2 separate regions of the Mus musculus genome follow, and region 1 is linked to region 2. A link is a contact called in public promoter capture Hi-C data. All regions are on one chromosome and are shown on one strand. The core of a region is the stretch at or near the end of the contact, and the rest is flanking DNA. Distances in the headings are between cores, read along the strand shown.

Evidence for each region. Promoter capture Hi-C pulls out the DNA fragments that hold promoters and counts their contacts.
Region 1: a contact with region 2 is called in a promoter capture Hi-C map of pre-B cells, with 5 times the contacts expected there. The contact joins two enhancer-like sites. A contact is called at or near these places in 2 of 39 promoter capture datasets (the C10 cell line and pre-B cells) and 1 of 115 datasets of contacts at active chromatin or transcription factors (bone marrow-derived dendritic cells).

Annotation. Positions count from the first base shown.
Region 1 is chr11:97,997,824-98,000,737 of GRCm38.p6, reverse strand. No RefSeq gene overlaps it. Among named protein-coding and RNA genes, the nearest start is that of Arl5c, 3.1 kb to the right of the region's middle. Within about 2 kb of position 1,292, at least 88 of the 459 cell types and tissues checked have an H3K27ac peak or open chromatin away from gene starts, as enhancers often do. A contact at or near this core is called in bone marrow-derived dendritic cells and pre-B cells, where this site is marked.
Region 2 is chr11:95,832,687-95,835,625 of GRCm38.p6, reverse strand. It overlaps Abi3 (ABI gene family, member 3), which reads left to right. Exons shown (of 8, transcript NM_025659.4): 4 at 1,235-1,320; 5 at 1,528-1,623; 6 at 1,826-1,986; 7 at 2,292-2,417; 8 at 2,750-2,939. The coding sequence ends at 2,913. Among named protein-coding and RNA genes, the nearest start is that of Abi3, 8.3 kb to the left of the region's middle. Within about 2 kb of position 1,290, at least 156 of the 459 cell types and tissues checked have an H3K27ac peak or open chromatin away from gene starts, as enhancers often do. A contact at or near this core is called in bone marrow-derived dendritic cells and pre-B cells, where this site is marked.

The DNA.
Region 1 (2,914 bases), core at 43-2,542, 2.2 Mb before region 2:
CCTGAGTGTGATTGCAAAAGTTACAGATGTGCTATCACACGGGTCCTGAGAGCTTTGGAGCCGGGGAGGTTTTCCGCTGGTGTGAAGAGGTTGGAGAGACCAGGCCCCCTGAGACATGTGAGAACAAAATAAGCAGGTGGCAGGCCCCTCCTCGTCACCAGCTGCCAGGATGTGGGCTCTCATAGCTGTTGTCCTGCCTCACACAGCACCTGCAAAGCTTCCTTGCCTTCCTAGGTCTTGTTTTTGAGGTGACAGCTCTAGAAGACTTGAACATCTGGGTCCCCTGCCTGAGTGCTTCTGTTCATAGTTTGTGTTTAAGGGTCAGTCTGACATCGGACCCCTGATGGCCTCCAGATAAGCCAGCAGATCACAGACAGGGATCTGGGCAGCCCAGGGGCAGAGTCCCTTGGGGAACTGATAGTAGAGTTGTTGAGAGCCCTGCTCTGCCTCCCATCCTCCCCACTACCTTTGCATGGTAATCGATCATTCACGTCTATGTTTAGGTGTGGAGCCAGCATTTATTAAAGATCTCCTCTGTGGTAGGCACAAGTCAAACTGGAAACCACAGATAGCGCTCCAAGTTTCTTGCTGTGGGGGAGCAGTCAGTACCGGGAACACCAGTTCCTTAACCAGAGAGGTCAGAGAAGGCTTTGAGAGGGAGGTGAAGCTCCCTTGAAACCTGGGAACATGGTTAAGTTAACCCGAGGCAGAGAAGAGGGAGGAAGTTCCTAGTGCAGAGGAGAGAGGGGACATGCATGACATGCTAGTGGCTCCTGACTAACACAACATGGTGACAGCTGGTGGCCAGAGCAGCTTGGCAGGAGCAGGTCACAGCAGGCCTTCTAAGTTTTGTTCTGAAGGACTGTAAATGGTCATGGCTAGACACGGTCTTCCCTGCAGATAGATGATGCCGCTGATATCCACCTGGGAGGAAACCTCAGTTCAGGCCATAGAGGAAGGCAGCCACTGACCCCTAGAGGAGTCCAGCGGGGTGTGTGTGTGTGTGGGGGGGCAACTTTACCAGCCTCCACAAATATCATTATGTGCTGCCTGTGATCCCCAAGTTCATAATTCTTCTGCTCCAGGAAACCCTGATTTTGGAAAGAGTAGGGGTTAGGGGGTTGAGATGGAGGAAGCAGGTGTCCAAATACGTCTCTTCCTGCACCAGCTGCCTACAACTGCATTTGCTCAGAACTTAGGTAGGTATTTCTAGCCGGCACAGATAGTAGAGATGGGGAGGAAGTCTTGTTTTTAGGTAACCACGCCCTCTACCCACTTAGACTGCCGGATCAGCAAGCTCGTGGGTGTGGACACGTGAGGACTTTAACAGCCATGACATCAGCCAGCTTGGTGCTGCCACCACTTCTGGGACTCAGAAGCTGAGGCAGGGGGATTCCCTCCTAACTGATTTCCTTTCCCTCACTGCTTCTCTGACTAGCTTCTTCCAACTCTGGTGGATACTGCCTCTGTGACAGAAGGGGGGCAGGCCACAGATCCCAGGTCAGCCCAAAGGTTCACTGTCCCCCCCCTTTTTTTTAATTGATATGAATACAGTGTCACTGTCTTCAGACATGCACCAGGAGAGAGCATCAGATCCCATTACAGATGGTTGTGAGCCACCATGTGGTTGCTAGGATTTTTTTTTTTTTCAAGACAGGGTTTCTCTGTGTAGTTCTGGAACTCACTCTGTAGACTGGCCTCAACCCCAAGTGCTGGAATTAAAGGCGTGTGCCACCACTCCCCAGCAAGGATCACTATCCTGAAATAGGCTGGGTTAAACTGAGGCCACTTTGGCCCAGGATGGGCTTGTGGTTTCAGTCCAATATCCTAAATCTTGTTTTAGCTTCCATAGTGGCTGTCTAGGCTTCCTTCTAAATCAAATCTTCTCAGAGAAGTGTGTGTGTGTGTGCACGTGTGTGTGTGTGTGTGTGTGTGTGTGTGTGTGTGTGTGCACTCGCGCATGTGCGTGTGTGCATGCGCTTGCACAAACAGCATGGAGGCCAGAAGAGAATGCTGGATCCCCTGACCTCCATGGACGCCAGGAACCAAACTCTATTCCCCTGGAAGAGCAGAAAGCCACTCTCAACCCTTCCTAACTGAGCCCTCTCCAGCCACCACCGCAGTTCTGTTCTGTTCACTCAGTGTGCCCCCAGCTTGCCGAATGTCACTTTCAATTCTGCAACTGGGTGACAAAGCAGGACGCCTTTCTTCCCCTAGGAACCAGATGGCAGCCATGCCTCAAACACTGGGTGATTTCTCCAAATACCTTCTGTGCCCCTGTCAAGCCTCCCAGCCCCAACCCCAGCTCCCTTCCTGGGGCTGACATGGAATCAGCCCTGATGGACTGTGTGGATCATGTCTTCAATTCTGTGTTGTTCTAGCTCTGTCCACCAAGAGGAATGGGATGAAGGTGTGTGTCATATGTGCCTGGGTGGGTCTGTGGAGGCCAGAGGTGAGCTTCCAAGGGTTGGTTCTGTTTGTCTTTGCTTACCACAAGCATCCCAGTTAAAGGCTGCCAGGTGTTTCCCTTTCAAAGCAGAGGAGACATTGAAGCACGGGCACTGGTGAGAGATCTGGCTAAGACCGGGGCCTGAGTGAGGACCAGTGGATGTAAATACTGCTGAAGTAGGCACGCAGGGGCTGTTTATGGAGGCTCTCAAAGGCCACATAAGGAAGTTGCTTTGAACTCAGTGGGCAACAGAGAGCCAGCCAAAGCTGATGGAGTGGGGAGTCATGGACCCTGAACTGTCTTTAAGAAAGGTTGGGCCAGCCGTGGTGGTGCACTCTGAGTTCGAGGCCAGCCTGGTCTACAAAGTGAGTTCCAGGACAGCCAGGACTACACAGAGAAACCCTGTCTCGAAAAACAAAAACAAACAAACAACAACAACAACAACAAAAAAGAAAGGTTGGTAAG
Region 2 (2,939 bases), core at 41-2,540:
CTAGGTCCTTAACTTCCCTCTACTCAGACACTGCTCCTGGAAGATCATAAGCTGTCCCGGCCCCACCCCCCACTCCCACCCCACAGTGGGTCGTGTGTGTGGTGTGTGTGTGTGTGTGTGTGTGTGTGTGTGTGTGTGTGTGTGTGTGTGTGAGAAGGGGAAGAGGGGGAGGAGGGGGAAGGGTGTCAGGGCACGCATGAGAACCTCTCCTCAGCCACATGAGAATAGCGACTTCCTCTGTCTGGGGGTTTGAGGTCATTGCTCTAAGAAGTCACTCCAGAATGCTGCTGATAGGGACAGGAGGCAGCAACAAAAAGAGTTGGCGGAGGGGACCTTATCACACTGTGCCCAACTGCTTCATGTCAGATTAGATTAGAAGCTTTCCTGGGTCTTAACCCCTTGATACTATGCCAGACCCCCAGGAGAGAAAATACCTCTTTCCTTCAGTTCCCAGCTCTCTCTATCCGTTCCTTTTTCCTGTCCAGCCTTCTTATCTTTTGTTTTTCTTTTGATGGTGCCCTGGGTGGAACCCAGGCCTTCTATAAACTCAGCAGAAGCTCCATCCTGAGCTATGTACCCAGCCTCCAACTTATCCTTTATCCTGTAATTCCCGTCTTGCCTCTAGTGGGGCAGGGTGACAGAGAACATGACCTCCCCCACACCATCCCCTCCCCTGCTCACGCTGGGGGAAGTCCCAGTTTCAGAGGTGTCTCTTGGCTTTGGGATTGCACCCCATCATTGAGACTCTCCTAAGTGTCTTGGCTTCTGCCATCCCTCTGCCTTGAATTTGGGGACGGTCACTTCCATAGGTTTCTGGGAAACAAGGAGTCCCCCCCCCCCCCGTATGTGAGGCTCCTTAGCTCGCGCTGGAGTACAAGCTAAATCAGAGCTAAGGACCACCAAGCCACCCAGATCCCTGAGAATTTGAGATAGTGTGGGGTTGCAAAGGGCAACTCAGTCACTGTGGCTGTGCAGAGGAAGTGGCCTTCAGACGGCGTCTGTGCTGCGGGTTGTTTTCTGTGGGACGGCTTTGGGGGACCTGCTGCAGGCCTAAGGGGTGGGGGTAGGGTTAGGACGGGAGGAGGGCTGAGAAGTGGAAGTAGGAACTTGCTGAGTCTGGCTAGCCCTCCCAGTTCTCGCCCTCCGCTCCCCTCCCCCATTTCCTCTCAGGGATGTGGGTAAGAATGCCTCCCCGTGTCCCAGATGTCAATCAACCCTATCGTTCTCCCTTCAGGACTTGAGCACGCAGCTGTCACGGACCGGGACCCTGTCTCGCAAGAGCATAAAGGCGCCTGCTACACCTGTTTCCGCCACGCTGGGGTGAGGCCTCAAGGCCATGCCAACCAGCCCTACCCAGCCACTCGTGGTTCTCAACTGCTTCTTCCACCCCTCACCCTCAGCACCTGGCGCCTTGACGCTGCTGCGCCTGGCACCCAGCTTCACCCTCCGCCAGTCGCCCTTCCTCAACCCTAAACTCTGCTCAGCAGAGAACCCTCCCTCCTCACACCACCCTACTCCACTCCCTAGGAGACCACCCCGGATCCCTGAGCCGGTGCAGCTCCCAGCCGTGCCAGACGGCAAGCTCTCCGCTGCCTCCTCTGCCTCTTCCTTGGCCTCGGCAGGGTGAGCACTTGAGTCTAGTGGGTGGGTAGACAGCAGGTGGATTTTGAGAGGTGGCCTCCAGGCAGTCTTGTGGTTGAGAAAACGAAAAACCACTAGCTGGGGGAAAAATTAATGCAGATCTTACTATGAGGTCTGGGGACCCCTCTGGGACGCTGGGCTAGAAGGCGTCCGTCCCTAATCAGCATATAATCTGGTCTTTTAGCAGTGCGGAAGGTGCCAGTGGGATCCCCCAGTCCAAGGGACAGGTAGCGCCTGCAACCCCGCCTCCTCCACCTGTAGCACCTGTAACCCCGCCTCCTCCACCGTTGTCTGCCGAGGTCTTCTTGCCGCCCCCTCCGCTGGAGGTGTCCCAGCCCCCTCTGGGTAAGATGGGTCCTGCCTTCTCAGTATTCACTTTGAGTCTCTCTCATTCAGCCCTGTGCTCCTCAGGGACCCCAGAGAAGCAGTAGATAGACTATTTTACACTAGCCCTGTTTTTGAAGCTTCTCACTTAACGGAACCTTTATAGCTTAAGCCAGCTGCCTAGGTGTTGTCCCGTAGGATCTGTCTACCCTGTGCTGAGTCTGGCTAGAGGCATTATGAGTGATGACAGGAACTGGTTAGAGCTTGAGGATGCTGCAGGGTTGGCCCACTTTCCTTTACACGAACCCTTTTGTCTTCCTTCCCAGAAGCAGAGTTGCCCCTGCCTCCTCCCCCAGCTCTAGAGGGGGATGAACTGGGGCTGCTGCCTCCGCCCCCACCAGGTTTTGGACCAGATGAGCCCAGCTGGGTCCCTGCTAGCTACTTGGAGAAAGGTACCTTTGCAACTCTTGGGACTGAAAGGCAGCAGAATCCGTTGGCAGGTTTCTCTGGCTTCTGTTGCTTTGGCCTTCACTCTCCAAGCCGGAAGCATTTGCTTTCCCTACCAAGGTGCGGGCGACCCTATCTTTTTTCTCCATCTCCTTCCTTTTGGATGAGCTGAGTTCTGAACCCTGCTGGGAAAGAGCAGCTGGCCTGCTATTGAGTAGTACCTGACTGTTCCAAAGCCCCTCTACGCACGACCTAGTATTACAGCTCCTGTATCACCGTGGGCGGGTGCGTGCATGACCGAGGGGACACCTCACAAGGTTCTCTTCTTGCCCCACAGTGGTGACCCTGTACCCATACACCCGGCAAAAGGACAATGAGCTCTCCTTCTCTGAAGGCACCGTCATCTGTGTCACTCGCCGCTACTCGGATGGCTGGTGTGAGGGTGTCAGTTCAGAGGGCACTGGATTCTTCCCAGGGAACTATGTGGAGCCCAGCTGCTGACAGCCCAGGATCTATCCCTGCACCAA